4 separate regions of the Mus musculus genome follow, and all the other regions are linked to region 3. The links are chromatin contacts, called in public HiCAR-type and promoter capture Hi-C maps. All regions are on one chromosome and are shown on one strand. Each heading gives the region's core, a stretch centred on a gene start, on an enhancer-like site or on the middle of the called end of the contact. The rest is flanking DNA. Distances are from core to core; before and after follow the strand shown.

Region 1 (2,903 bases), core at 218-2,717, 2.8 Mb before region 3:
TAAAAGACAAAACTGAAAAATATTCTATTTTCGTTAAATTAAGAAACTTTATCGAATCCATGACATTTTTCAAACAAGTGAAATGGACTCCAACTCAGTATACTCTAGCAACGTCTCAGTCACAAGTAAAACGGTAACGCCATTTCCTCGGTATTTTTCCCGTTACGTCCTTTATACCGCAATTAGGAATGCAAAAGAATTCCTCTCTCCTTTATGGAATATTACAACCTTAAATATTACCTTCCAGACAAAAATTCAAAGCCTGGCTAGCCAAGAATTTCAGTAGAGTATCCCAAACTGTCAAGATAACAGTTCCTTTTCTAGTCCTAGTAATATTAGAGCATTATACACTTTGTAACTGTTCAGCTTCCTTAAAAACAAAAAACAACTTACTACGCATAAAGAGAAATATAAATCACTTTTACCCCCTGGGATTGGCGAAAAGCAGTTAATGAGCATGAAGAATAAGACAGTAAGCAGTCCGCATGGTAATTAAGATGAGACCCTCCCAGCTAACACTGACGGGCAAGTAGCGTGCAGCACGTTACATGAAAGGCGGCATGACTCTGCACAATGACAGGCCGGGACATTTTCCGGGGAAGGGCCGTTTGGAACGGAAGAGGCCAAATCGGGAAATAGGTAAACAAAGAAAGGCAAAAGGCCGGGGCCAGGACATTAACCCGAAAACGGAGTCGCCATCGCCTGCTGAACTGGCTGACACTTGGACCCAAACGACCCACGGTCTGGGTTTCTACCCGCTATGTCACCGTCGCGTCACCCACGGCCTCCCTCCCGAAGGAAGGCACTTGCCGCCTGACGCATGCCCCCTAGGTAGCGGCCGCCTCCATTTTGTCCTGAGTCTCCTCCACGCGAGCGGCGCGCTATTTTTAACCTAAATCTGCGGGCCGGAGGGGGAGGGGCGTGGGCCTGGCGGGCGCTGGAAGGCCGCCGCGAGGGACCGAGGCGGGGGTGCGGGAGGTTGTCAAGGTCACCAAAGCTAGGACAAAGGACAAGCTGGGAACGAGGCCCGCGGAAACAGCGCCAGGCGACTTCCGGCAGTGCGGGGGCCGTCAAACCCGGACTCCCGCCCTCTAAGAGGACAAAGCGGCGCGCGACGCGCGGCCCCGGCTCCGCCCTCAGCGCCCAGCACGGGGACGCGCACAACGGTTGAAATGGCGGTTAAGGCGGAGGAGGGGCTGAGGGAAGCGAGTTTCTCGGTGCTCCTTGACTCGGGCCACCCTGCCTGCGAGACAGGAACCGGTGGCGCTTCTCTAGGTTGCCACCACTCGCGTTCCTCATGGTCGGTTGCGGGTTGGAAAACAGTGTGGCCGGTTCCATGGAACAAAGGAGTGTGCCAGGGCGGGCTTCCGGACAGCCCCAGGAACGCTCCCTAAGATGGCCGCCGCCGCGCGGGGATGGGGTGGGCGGAGCCCGTGTTGCTCCCGTCGCGGGCCTGGGCGGGGCGATGGAGAGGACTGGTGCCCATGGCGGCCGCCCCGGAGCCCCACGAGACGGAGAAAAAGGTAATGTTCGCCATGGGGCAAGGGGGGGTGGGGGGAGGTGTGCAGTGCGCAGGCCGCGACCCGGTTTCCTAGACCCATCCCATAGCCGCGAGGTATATCAGCGATCTAGTCCTCATATCCCGGATATATCTAAATTGCCAGTTAAACTAGTGAAGAGCAGGCCTGCAGGGTCAGAAAACGGAGACTAATCCAAAACTAGCATTGGATTTGGTAGAAAGGGCTAATAAAGGGGAAATGAAAACTCTGGAGAGCTGGGCGTGATGGTGCATGCCAGTAATCTCCACTTTGAGGGCTGAGGCAGGGGTGAGTTCTGGGCCAGCAAGTGAATCAGTCCTTTTCCTTGCACAACACAGGAGCGCACACTCACAGGTAAGGTATAGATTTGTTAGTTCAATGTGAGAACTGCAGTTTGACCTCTTATTAAAAAAGACGAAATCTCCACTCTGCATGAAGCCGACATCCTACTGGGGTAACGGGACAGTCGAATTTCATCCATTTAAGCCAGCCGGGATAAAACTGCAGTTTGGCCATGAACTGCTAGGCCTGATAGAATGGCTACAGGAAGGTGTCCCAAGTGGAGACTAATTAAGCCATGGTCAAGTGTCTAAAGATGTCTTTTGTTAAACAACTAAAACACTACCTATCAAATGAAAACTTGCTAGCACAAGTAAGGTCAAATGTAGTGTTTGCTTCATAGCTCATCTAGACTTGCTGAAATTGAACAGTGGGTTTGACAAAAAGACTCTGCTCTGAAAAATAAAGCCATGAAGGCTTGGGATGGGCACACCTTTTAACCAGGCACTTAGGAGGCAGTGAGTTCCAGGATAGCCAGGGCTACAAAGTAAACCTAAAACCTGTCTCAGAAAAGATTTTGGAAGCAAGAGAAACTACTTGAAAATACTTTGATACTTTGGTCGGTTTGCAAAACCGACTAAGACCAAATAAGCAGATGAATAGTCTCACAAACAGGGAGTCGAATAAATGGTATTCAGCTGATAACAGGTCACAAATGTTAAATCCGTAAAAGGAGGGGACACTGCTACTGGAACGTTGCTACTGCCAAATCCCCAGGCCAGTGGAACAGCAAGCCAATTACTGTAAATGTTTTCTCAAGATTCCCGGTGAGATGGAATCTAAGTGTATCTTTGCCTAAACAGTGGCCATGAGCGTGTGGGTACTCAAGTAAAATCAGGAGCATCTAGTTAATATAGTCTTGCAAGGCAACAGAAAAATGGTAGTATTAGGACTTAAGATGTGGAAGCAAGCGCAATCCTCAGAAGGTAAAGGTGCTTATTTACCACCTCTGTTCAAGTCTCTGGAGCTCTTGTGGCAGCCCAAGTCAGACACCCACAGATATAACTTACAGAATTTAAAATCCTT
Region 2 (2,979 bases), core at 303-2,802, 2.1 Mb after region 3:
AGTGGCTGGGGGGGCTCACAGGTTTTAAATCAAGATTAGATAAAATCAAGCCTTATCAGATAAGCAACAAGTCTACCTCAAAAAACGAAATTAAAGGGCCTGGAGAGATGGTTCAGCCGTTATGAACACTGGCTGCTCTTCCAGAGGACCTCAGTTTGCTTCCTAGCACCCACATGGCAGGCAGCCCACAACTCTAGAGACAGGCACTGTGATGCCCTCTTCTGGTTTCTGAGAACAACAGGCCCACATGTGGTGCCCAGACATACATGCAGGCAATAACACCCATACACATAAAAACAAACAACTTAAAAAAGAAATGAAGAGATGCAAAAAGAAATCAACCCAACAGTTAGCCCCATGACTTCAGAAGACTGCCTTCAATGTCTTCATTAATATGTTAAAGCACTATGTTAGGTGCATCCTGCATTACATCAGCTGTGCCACCCAACAAACCGTTCTTATAATAACTTGTCTCACTGCAGCACAAATCTCAAGTAAGTCAGTGAGATACCGGGTTATGGATAAATGCACAGTGCTTTCTGGTTTGTTTGTATGTTTGTATTTGTTTCTTCAAGTAGTTCAGGTCAGACCACCAAGTAAGATGTAAGTTACCAGTACTGGCAAATACCGGGGGATAAAATTAAGATTGTAACTCTTGGGAAGGGAAACACTTGAAGCAATCAGTATACACCAGCCTCCATCAGTGACAGTACTCTGGCTTTGCCTAGTTATGCTCAGTGTGTGGCAAGAATCCAATCTATTTAACATCTAAAAATGTGTCACCCCATTGAGAAGCAAACAGTAAGTCATAAAGTGCAAACATGAAGGTGCAAGCTTTGTCCAGATACTTACAAGCTCACTCCACGACAAAGGAAGTGGGACAACCTGAACTCCGCAAGGTAGAGAAGAGTCTAAAATGAAAACTTCAGTGGGCTTGCTTGTCTGAATCAAAGACCTAAAGTCCTATTAGTCTGACAAAGCCTGAACGGGAGCTAAGTGAGTAAGAGTTCAGGTTTTCCCTACGAATGTTGGGTATTCCCCTCCGAAGACCACTGGAAGAGGGGAGAAGTCTTAAGAGAAAGAAAGCAATGTATTGCAAAGAAAGCAATGCTGAGCATGCAAGCCTTGGCTGCTCATCTCGCAGATGAGTTAGGTCAAGACGTCCTTCTCATCTTTAACCCCGAGGGTGAAAAGAGCTGCCTCTGGAGCGTCTCCCTGCAAGCCCCCCAAGGCCATCTCGGGCCACCTTCCCTACGAGCCTGGGGACGCGGACACACCCCCATGGAAGATGTCACCTCGGCCTCCTCAGCCCCTCGCAGCCACCCTCCGCCGCCAGCCGTCCTCACCCCGAGATCCCTGCTCTCCCGCCGCGCCGACTCCCGCGTGCCTCCTCGGCCTCCCCGGACCGCGGGGACGCAGCGCCGAGAAGCATCCACACCGACCACGGGCGTCCGGGACACTGAGGCTCCGAACTCTGCTCCAGCCGGAGCTCGCGGATCCTGGCCCGGAGCCGCGCTTCCGCCTGGCGCGGGCCGCGGTCGCCAGCGGGACCGGAAGTCCCGCCTCCGGCTATGGGCCCAGGCCTCCTGCTACTCAAAGCCGCTGCAGCTGGGCTGGGGTGCAGAGGCACATGCATCTCCTGTCTCCGTCTTAGCTGTCACTTAGCCAGTCTACAAATGCTGGGCCAGGTGTCCACTAGATGACTCTGAGACCGACCTCTGAGCCCACATTCTGGTTGAAAGTTGAGCTAAACAAAAGCAGTAGCTAATCAGACACCGCGAAGGACTATGTTTTATTTAATTCATTCAGACTGTTTCTTTTCTCCATCACTCATGAAACAAGAAAATGGTAGACGGAGAACCACACCTTGACACACTGTCTAGTTATCTTTAGCTCTTGTTTTTTGTTAAAACCTACTTTCATGTCAGGACTCTAAGGATAACTAAGAGGCATTGAAGTCAAGGCTGGGGACTCTTGTATCTCCTTATCCTTCACAATGTAGCAATTTTGAATAATTCTCTTTTTCTGCTTTTTACTATTAATTTGGGTCCTTTAATTGGCTTACTGAGGATAGGTGGCTGAACCTGGTGTGTTGGAGCACAGGCTGTAACCCTACAAGAAGCACAATTTGTTGTAACACAGCAGTGCTGTGGGAATGGTATGGTGTGTAGAGTTGAGCAAGAAGACGGACTATAAATAACAATTTCAGTTGAGACTGAATTAAAGAACAAATAAGAGTTAAAGTAGGCAAGGACATGCATAGCAGTATACCAGAAAGTAAGAGCCTGTCTTGTTCAGGCAACTGCATAGAAGTACAGTCAATTAAAGTCCAAGACCTCAAAGGCAAGAAAAAAACATAGACAAGACCAGATGTTGCTGTACTTTCGTAGTGGTTTGTAGATTTGGCCCCCCCAAAGATTCGTGTTTGAATGCATGGCCCACAGGGATTGATACTATTAGAAGATATGTCATTGTTAGAAAAGGTGTGGCCTTGTTGGAGGACATGTGTCACTGTAGGGGTGGGCTTTGAGGACTCCTAGTGCTCAAGCTCTGCCCAGGATGGAAGAAAGGCAAAATGCAGAACCCTCAGCTCCTTTACCAGCACCATGTCTGCCTGGCTGCTGCCATGTTTCCTGCCATGACGATAATGGACTGAACCTCTGAAACTCTAAGCCAGCCCCAATTAAATGTTTGCCTTGGTCCTAGTGTCTATTCACAGCAATGGAACCCTAACTAAGACAACTTTATACCAAATATTTTAGCTTCAAATTTCATACAACAGAGTCAATGGAGTCACCATTAGAATAGACAAAACAGCGGATCCTGGGGTTGCCCAGAGTGACTGTCCTAGCTAACAAAGAAAAGAAAAACCTGAGACTGGGCGTTTTAGCTCAATGATCATGGTATGTACCAACTCGCATGAGGCCCTGGGCTTGCTATCCAGCATCCTACAAACCTGGCATGGTGATGCAGGCGTGG
Region 3 (3,283 bases), core at 299-2,798:
AATTCATCATAATGGGAAATGGTAATTTAATAATTGTGGTTAGCGGGGGTGGGGGTGGGTGGGGTGTGTGTGTGTGTGTGTGCTGTAGAGATGGCTCAGTGGTTAAGAGTACTGACATCTCTTTCAAAGGTCCTGAGTTCAATTCCAAGCAACCACATGGTGGCTCACAATCATCTATATTGGTATCTGATGCCCTCTTCTGGCATGCAGACATATATGCAGGTAGAGCACCCATACATTAAAAAATTTAAACAAACAAACAAAATAATTGTGGTTAATTGTGGTGTGAGCTATTACATTTTCTCAGGATAAAAGACCATCTAAGGGATGTAGGACAGGCCCAGTGTGGTGGTAAAAAGGGTGCTGGATCCGTGGAGATGGAATTACAGACAGTTGTGAGCTGCCATCCAGATTCTGGGAATGGAATCCAGGGAGCCATCCCTCCAGCACACCCCCTACCCCATCCTGTTTTTTTTTCTTTTTTCTTTTTAAGCACAGCAAGTGCCTACTGTCTTGGGCCTCTCTGCTCCTTGTAAATCGTCCAACCCTGTGTGAAACCCTCAGCCTGGTCTCTGCTGCTCTTCAGGGGTTTCTTCCTGCCCTTCAGGGTACTTGGGACTGCTTTTAATTTCTGTGGTTTATTCTATCTCCCCTACACTTACTATGCAAGGTGCAGGCTTGTGGGTGCCTCCCCTCTCTGTTCATTGTGTCTCTTAAGACCTAGAACAGTGCCTCACATACACTACCTGCTTTAAATTTAAATTTAAAATGAAAGTTAAATAAATGGATGAGCGAGTGAATGGCTGCTGGAATTGGCTTCCAAAGGCAACAGAACCCACCCAAGTTCTGTTTTGAATATTTAGTTGCTACTTTATTGCCCTTTTAACCACCAGAGCAGTTGTTTGCTCTGTTCATCTCTGCACTTGAAGTGTACAGTAGCTCTTGGTCTATAGTAAGGGTGTAGTAAAAATTATTTGCCTCCCTCTTTAAAAAAAGGTTGATAACTGGATTCTGTAAAATTCTTCAAATTCAGAGGTGAGAAAGCTTGCTGTTATCAAGAATTGGCAAGCAACTGGGTAAGTGCTGGGGAAACAGGTCAGGAACTGAAGAGCAGAACTCAGTGGCTTTGTATTTGAGATGAAAAGTTATAGAATGCAGGAGGGTAGAGAACAGGCGTTAAAGCAGCCATGTGTGGAGACCTATGCCAATAATCCCAATGCAAAGAGACCCAAGTTAGAGGCCAGGCTGGGCTTACAGAGCAAGATCATACCACTCGCATACAAAGCGCATTCCACAGAAACCAACAATGATAGGCAAGGAAGGATGGATACAAAGTGAAAGAGAGACAGAAAATTTCATATGATAGGCAAGGAAGGATGGATACAAAGTAAAAGAGAGACAGAAAATTTCATACAGGGTGAGTAACTTCATGCAGTGGATACTAAATGAGGGTGAGGTCCACCTGCTATGCTCCCTGGGCACTAGTGAACTTCATTTCCCATCATGCATCGCGTCGCGGAGGTGGCGTTTTTGGACCACAACTCCCGGCATGCCGCCTATCCCAGCGGCGCGGCCCGAAGCTGGTTTGACGGGCGGAGCGGCGGCGGAGGATGGAGGCGGTGGTGTTCCTCTTCTCGCTCCTCGACTGTTGCGCGCTCATCTTCCTCTCCGTCTACTTCGTATCCTTGGTTGAAGCGGGCCGCGGCCGCCGCTCGTTCCCAGGGCTACCGCCGGGGCAATGGGCAGAGGGTGGGCCCGGCGGGCGCTGGCAGGTTGGGGTGAGGGGGCGGCGGCGCGGGCCCGGGTCGCGAGCGGAGGAGCCTCGCTGCGCCTCGGGCGGGCCTGAGCCAGCTCCCCCTGCCTCCTCTTCGCCTGCCTGGGCCGCCGGGGGTCCCCGAGAGAGCGAAGCCGTTCAGGGGCATAGCCGGCCGGCCTGAGGCTTTGCCGCCTTCTCTAGTCCCCGGCAGCACCCTTGCCCCTTTGTCCTTGTGGGTGTCTGCCCTTCTGGAGACTCCCCACACCCAGGAGATGACTCATTCCAAGAACTGGCGGTGTGCTTCCTTCACGTGCAGTTCTTTAGGGTTTTTGAAAGAAGCATCCACAAAGTGTTTCTGGTTGCCTTCCGCAGTGGACTATCTGTAAACTCAGTAACTATACCTGTGGCTTAATCCCCAGTTTCTAAACTTTATATATATATATATAAAATCCGTGTTAACATTCAGTATTTTCTATAGTTGTTTCTGTTACAGGTTTCAAACAGTATTTTCCAGACCAGTACATGGTGTTCTTCAGCCTAGCACTGTAGTAGTTGTGTGATGTGACTTCAGTACTCTCAGTCCTTGGGGGATGATAGTCTTTGTTACAGCACGCTGCTGTAATGCAGTAGTGTAATGCACAGACCACTTTTAAGTAATTAGATATGACTAGTAAAGTGCTCCAGGACCTGTGGCTGTTGCCCCTTTCCCTATGAAATCACGTCCTCTTTTCTGATCGAATTGAACTTTTTGTTTGTGCAGCCCTGGAATGGCTGCACAGAATATATTTCCCGCTTTTATGATGAACTGACAGTTTGTCTTAATAGGAAGAAACAAACTTTGGAACTATGAACCTTGCCCAGTACTGTATCTTACCTGCTTCGATTTTCTTTAGGATTGTAGATATGTATTTCCTAAATATACACAGTGAGAATTTGTGTCAAACACCCAGTGGCTGCCCAATTGAAATTATCTAGCAGCAGTTCTTACTTTGATGATTTCTCATGCAAAGAGCCCTGTGTTTTATTAGCTTTGAGGAACTGAATAAAAGGGCAAGATCTCTTACCTAAGTTCCAATGACCATTGTTTAGCTTATGATATAAGGGACCAGAGCTGTTTGACAGAAATGCAACAACAATTTTTTATTATTTTTGTAGTTTGGAAAATTTGATCATTAAAACAGTCTTGGTGTATAACAGATCATGTATATATGTACATGTTAGCTGGAATGTTGAACAGTGGTTACACAGTCAGGGCACATTTTGGTGAGAATTCAGATTTTACAGTGTTGTAGGATTGTTGGAGTAATTGCGTTACAGAGAGTAGGTGGGAAATGGTCAGAGTAGATTTCATGTAAACTATAGGAGTGTGTGGAATTAGAATAGTGAAGAAATCTACAGGGGAAAGGGGACAGATATTTGCAGTCACTGGTCAGAGCAAGGTGCAGGGCAGGCATGCTTATTTTTGTGTGATGGGTAAAGATCAGGAGCTCATGGTTCCTTAGGGTCATCATGAGATCAGATGGGAAA
Region 4 (2,847 bases), core at 313-2,812, 2.9 Mb after region 3:
GTGTAGACAGAATGGGGCTAAAGAAAATCCTTTTCCAACCCCAGTGTGCACTTGTGTAGAAGTGCTCAACTCAAGGGAGATCATGCTGAATCGACAGAGCTAGTCAGCGAAGGTGATGATGGTTGGACACCTTATGATCCTAGATCAACAGCAATGGTGAATGTCTGGGGCCTAAAGCAAACGCCTCCCATCATTAAGGACATCTGAACCTGCCACGGAGCTGATAATGTTTTATTCCACTTCAATTACTTCACATTTTGGTCTTCCTCTCTGAGGGGGTAGGGAGGTATAAAAAGCTCTATTGCTTTAGGATTCTTTAACGCAACTTCATCACAGTTCATCTGGGCTTTTCCACTCCTTTGAATTCCAGGGTCATTCTTCTGTACCTTCCCTGATATTTTTCTGGCAAGGCGCTAGCAGGCTTGCTCAGCTTCCCACTTCTCTTCACCGGTGACATACCCCGACCAGTAGTGACCCCTCTGATGGACAAAGTTCGGGGAATCGGGAGAGCTGGCGTGGGCCCTTCCATGCTCCTCAAGCGCCGCTCATTCTGGCTGTTCAACCCGAGCTCTGGCTCCTTCCCGCCGGCGCTTGCTGTTCCAGGCTGGCGCTCCTTGGCTCGCCGAGGGCCCTGCGCCACTGAGGGCCGGGGGCGGCCCAGCACCGGGGGGCGGATGGACTGCGGGCTCCAAAACATCGCACAGGGGGAGGTGGCCGCGGGAGAAGCGGGGACCGCGTTGGGAGGAGGTCGGTGCCTGGGCTGCGGGGCTTGTGGGGCGTTCGGAGGGCCCGGCCACGCCCAGCTCTGCGGGACGGCGCCCACGCTGCCCTTCAACACCGGCCCCCAGTGGCTGCTCTCACAGAGCCAGGCGTCCTCCTCCGAGTAGCTCTCCGGAGTGCCGCCTTCGGGATCGGAGTCGGGCTCCTGAGAACAGGTTGGGGACGGCGGAGGAGTGACAGGGTCACGGAAGTAGGGGAACAAGAGCACGGCGCGCAGCCGCCGCGCGGGAGAGCAGTAGGGCAGCCGGAGGGGCAGCGACATCTGCGGGCCGGGCCAAGCGGGGCTGCGGGGAGGCCGGCCCTGTGCACGCTCACGTCCCGCGCGGCGCAGCCACAGCCATGGAGGGACCCGGCTTCGAGTCGTCTCCGGCCTGGGGAAAGTTGGATGGACACTCCACCTGGAGTCAAAAGGCGGAATGGAGACCCCGCGAGGCTGATGTCCTCAACAGGGGGCGGGGGAGGGTCAGAAGAACCAGTTTCAGCCGGAGCGACCAGAGCAAGCCATTGACACTTCAGTCCCAGGAAGGGTTAACCGCGTCCTGCTGCCTAGGTTTACATGTAAATAGAGAGCCGCTGCTCCAAGCGGGCCCGGGCTAGCACTTTTAAGTTTTTGATTGGTTGCCAATGACATCACCACCCGCGCGTTCTAACACACCAAACCCACTAGCGGGTCCGAGCCGGCCTCCCTCCCAAGGCGAGGCCTCGCCCCTTTCTCCGCCCTCCTCGGCTTCTTATTGGTCAGAGACCACTGTGATGTAGCGGGCGGCAGCCTCTGGGTCTTCATTGGCGTATCGCGCCGTCGCTCGGAGGCAACCCCGCCCCCTCCAAAGCTTACATTTACGCTGTAGCAAAAGAGAAAGTAACTCTGTGTTGCTGCTGGGGATCAATGAAGCTGAGTGAATGGGGGCGCACTGCGCGAGCGCATAGCTGGAGCGGGCGCCAGATGGTAGAGGGCTACGCTTATTGATGAAGTAAGTGGAAGACATCACGGGTCACTCAGAGCCGGAGGGTGGAGGGTTCCGTGTGTGTGTGTGTGTGTATGTGTGTGTGTGTGTGTGTGTGTGTGTGTGTGTGTGTGTGAGTGAGAGAGAGAGAGACAGAGACAGAGAGACAGAGAGAGAGAGAGACAGAGACAGTGTCAGAGAGACAGAGACGGACCTACGTCAGGTAAGGAAGATCCTAAGGTTTAGTCTTTTGGCTCTGCTTGCCCTGGGATGAAGAGGGGAAATGAGTTTTGGTTTGGTTAAGATGCTTTATGGCAGTTTTCAAAGCCCAAGGCTTTGCTCATGATGCTCAGTGGTGGCACGGAATAGGGATGCTACGTGCCCCAGGAGTGGGGAAGGAGCATTCTTTAAGCACTTGGTTTTTCTTCAGTCCCTGTTAGTGGTGGAAGGAAGATTAGCGAGAAAGGGGGTAGGGGGTTCGTGCTATTTTTGTGGGAGGTTTCCCGGGCCAGACTGGCTTTGGAGCTATCTGCTGCAAGGATGCAGATCTCAGTGCGCTCTGTGCCCGTGTGTGAGCAGCAGCACAGTGAAGAGGTACCGGTCCCAGCCTGTGTCTCTGGAAAGTCGTTCCCGGGTTCTCCTCCTAGGGAATAGGCTACTAATCCTGGATGTCCCCTTACCAGGTAGCAAAATAGCAAAGACTTTGACTGCATTCATGTTCCAGCTGGGACACAGTTAACAGTTTTTGGAATAGTACTCGCTCTGAAAAAAAAAATACTACGCAAGGGAGAGGGAAGGAGGGAGGGAGGGGAGGGGAGGGGAGGGAGGGAGGGAGGCAGGCAGAAGGTTTGATCCTTTGCTCCCAACCAAAGGTGGGTGAGAGAAACCCGAGTCAGTGGGGATATGCCTACACGGGTGGGGACGTGCTCCTGGGTGCGCGTGTGTGGATTTTGCTGGTGACACTTTGGCTCGGTCTCAGAGAACAGTTACGGTCATGAATAGACCGATGATCCTTGATGTTTTTCCAGTCAGCTCTTAAAGTTCGTTTAGATGAGTGGCTCTTGCTTGGGGTTTGATTTCTCTAGTAGAGGAGTCAGAATTGCTATGTTATAGGGTGGCCTTG

Evidence for each region. Promoter capture Hi-C pulls out the DNA fragments that hold promoters and counts their contacts. HiCAR-type assays count read pairs that join an accessible place to other places.
Region 1: a contact with region 3 is called in a HiCAR-type map of astrocytes, with 4 times the contacts expected there. The contact joins the promoter of Cox20 here to the promoter of Cnih4 in region 3. A contact is called at or near these places in 3 of 39 promoter capture datasets (the C10 cell line, erythroid cells and pre-B cells) and 1 of 115 datasets of contacts at active chromatin or transcription factors (astrocytes).
Region 2: a promoter capture Hi-C map of liver shows a contact between it and region 3, with 9 times the contacts expected there. The contact joins the promoter of Disp1 here to the promoter of Cnih4 in region 3. A contact is called at or near these places in 3 of 39 promoter capture datasets (hippocampal neurons, liver and pre-B cells) and 1 of 9 other capture datasets (adipose tissue).
Region 4: a promoter capture Hi-C map of embryonic stem cells shows a contact between it and region 3, with 26 times the contacts expected there. The contact joins the promoter of Dusp10 here to the promoter of Cnih4 in region 3. A contact is called at or near these places in 2 of 39 promoter capture datasets (embryonic stem cells and pre-B cells).

What each region holds. Positions count from the first base shown.
Region 1 is chr1:178,317,686-178,320,588 of GRCm38.p6, forward strand. Cox20 (cytochrome c oxidase assembly protein 20) reads left to right here and starts at 1,468. Exons shown (of 4, transcript NM_025511.2): 1 at 1,468-1,523. The coding sequence starts at 1,485.
Region 2 is chr1:183,219,977-183,222,955 of GRCm38.p6, forward strand. It overlaps Disp1 (dispatched RND transporter family member 1), which reads right to left and starts at 1,553. Exons shown (of 10, transcript NM_026866.3): 1 at 1,347-1,553.
Region 3 is chr1:181,149,383-181,152,665 of GRCm38.p6, forward strand. It overlaps Cnih4 (cornichon family AMPA receptor auxiliary protein 4), which reads left to right and starts at 1,549. Exons shown (of 5, transcript NM_030131.3): 1 at 1,549-1,679. The coding sequence starts at 1,611.
Region 4 is chr1:184,032,819-184,035,665 of GRCm38.p6, forward strand. Dusp10 (dual specificity phosphatase 10) reads left to right here and starts at 1,563. Exons shown (of 4, transcript NM_022019.6): 1 at 1,563-1,751. 1700056E22Rik (RIKEN cDNA 1700056E22 gene) reads right to left here and starts at 1,180. Exons shown (of 1, transcript NM_028516.1): 1 at 214-1,180. The coding sequence starts at 1,042. The coding sequence ends at 338.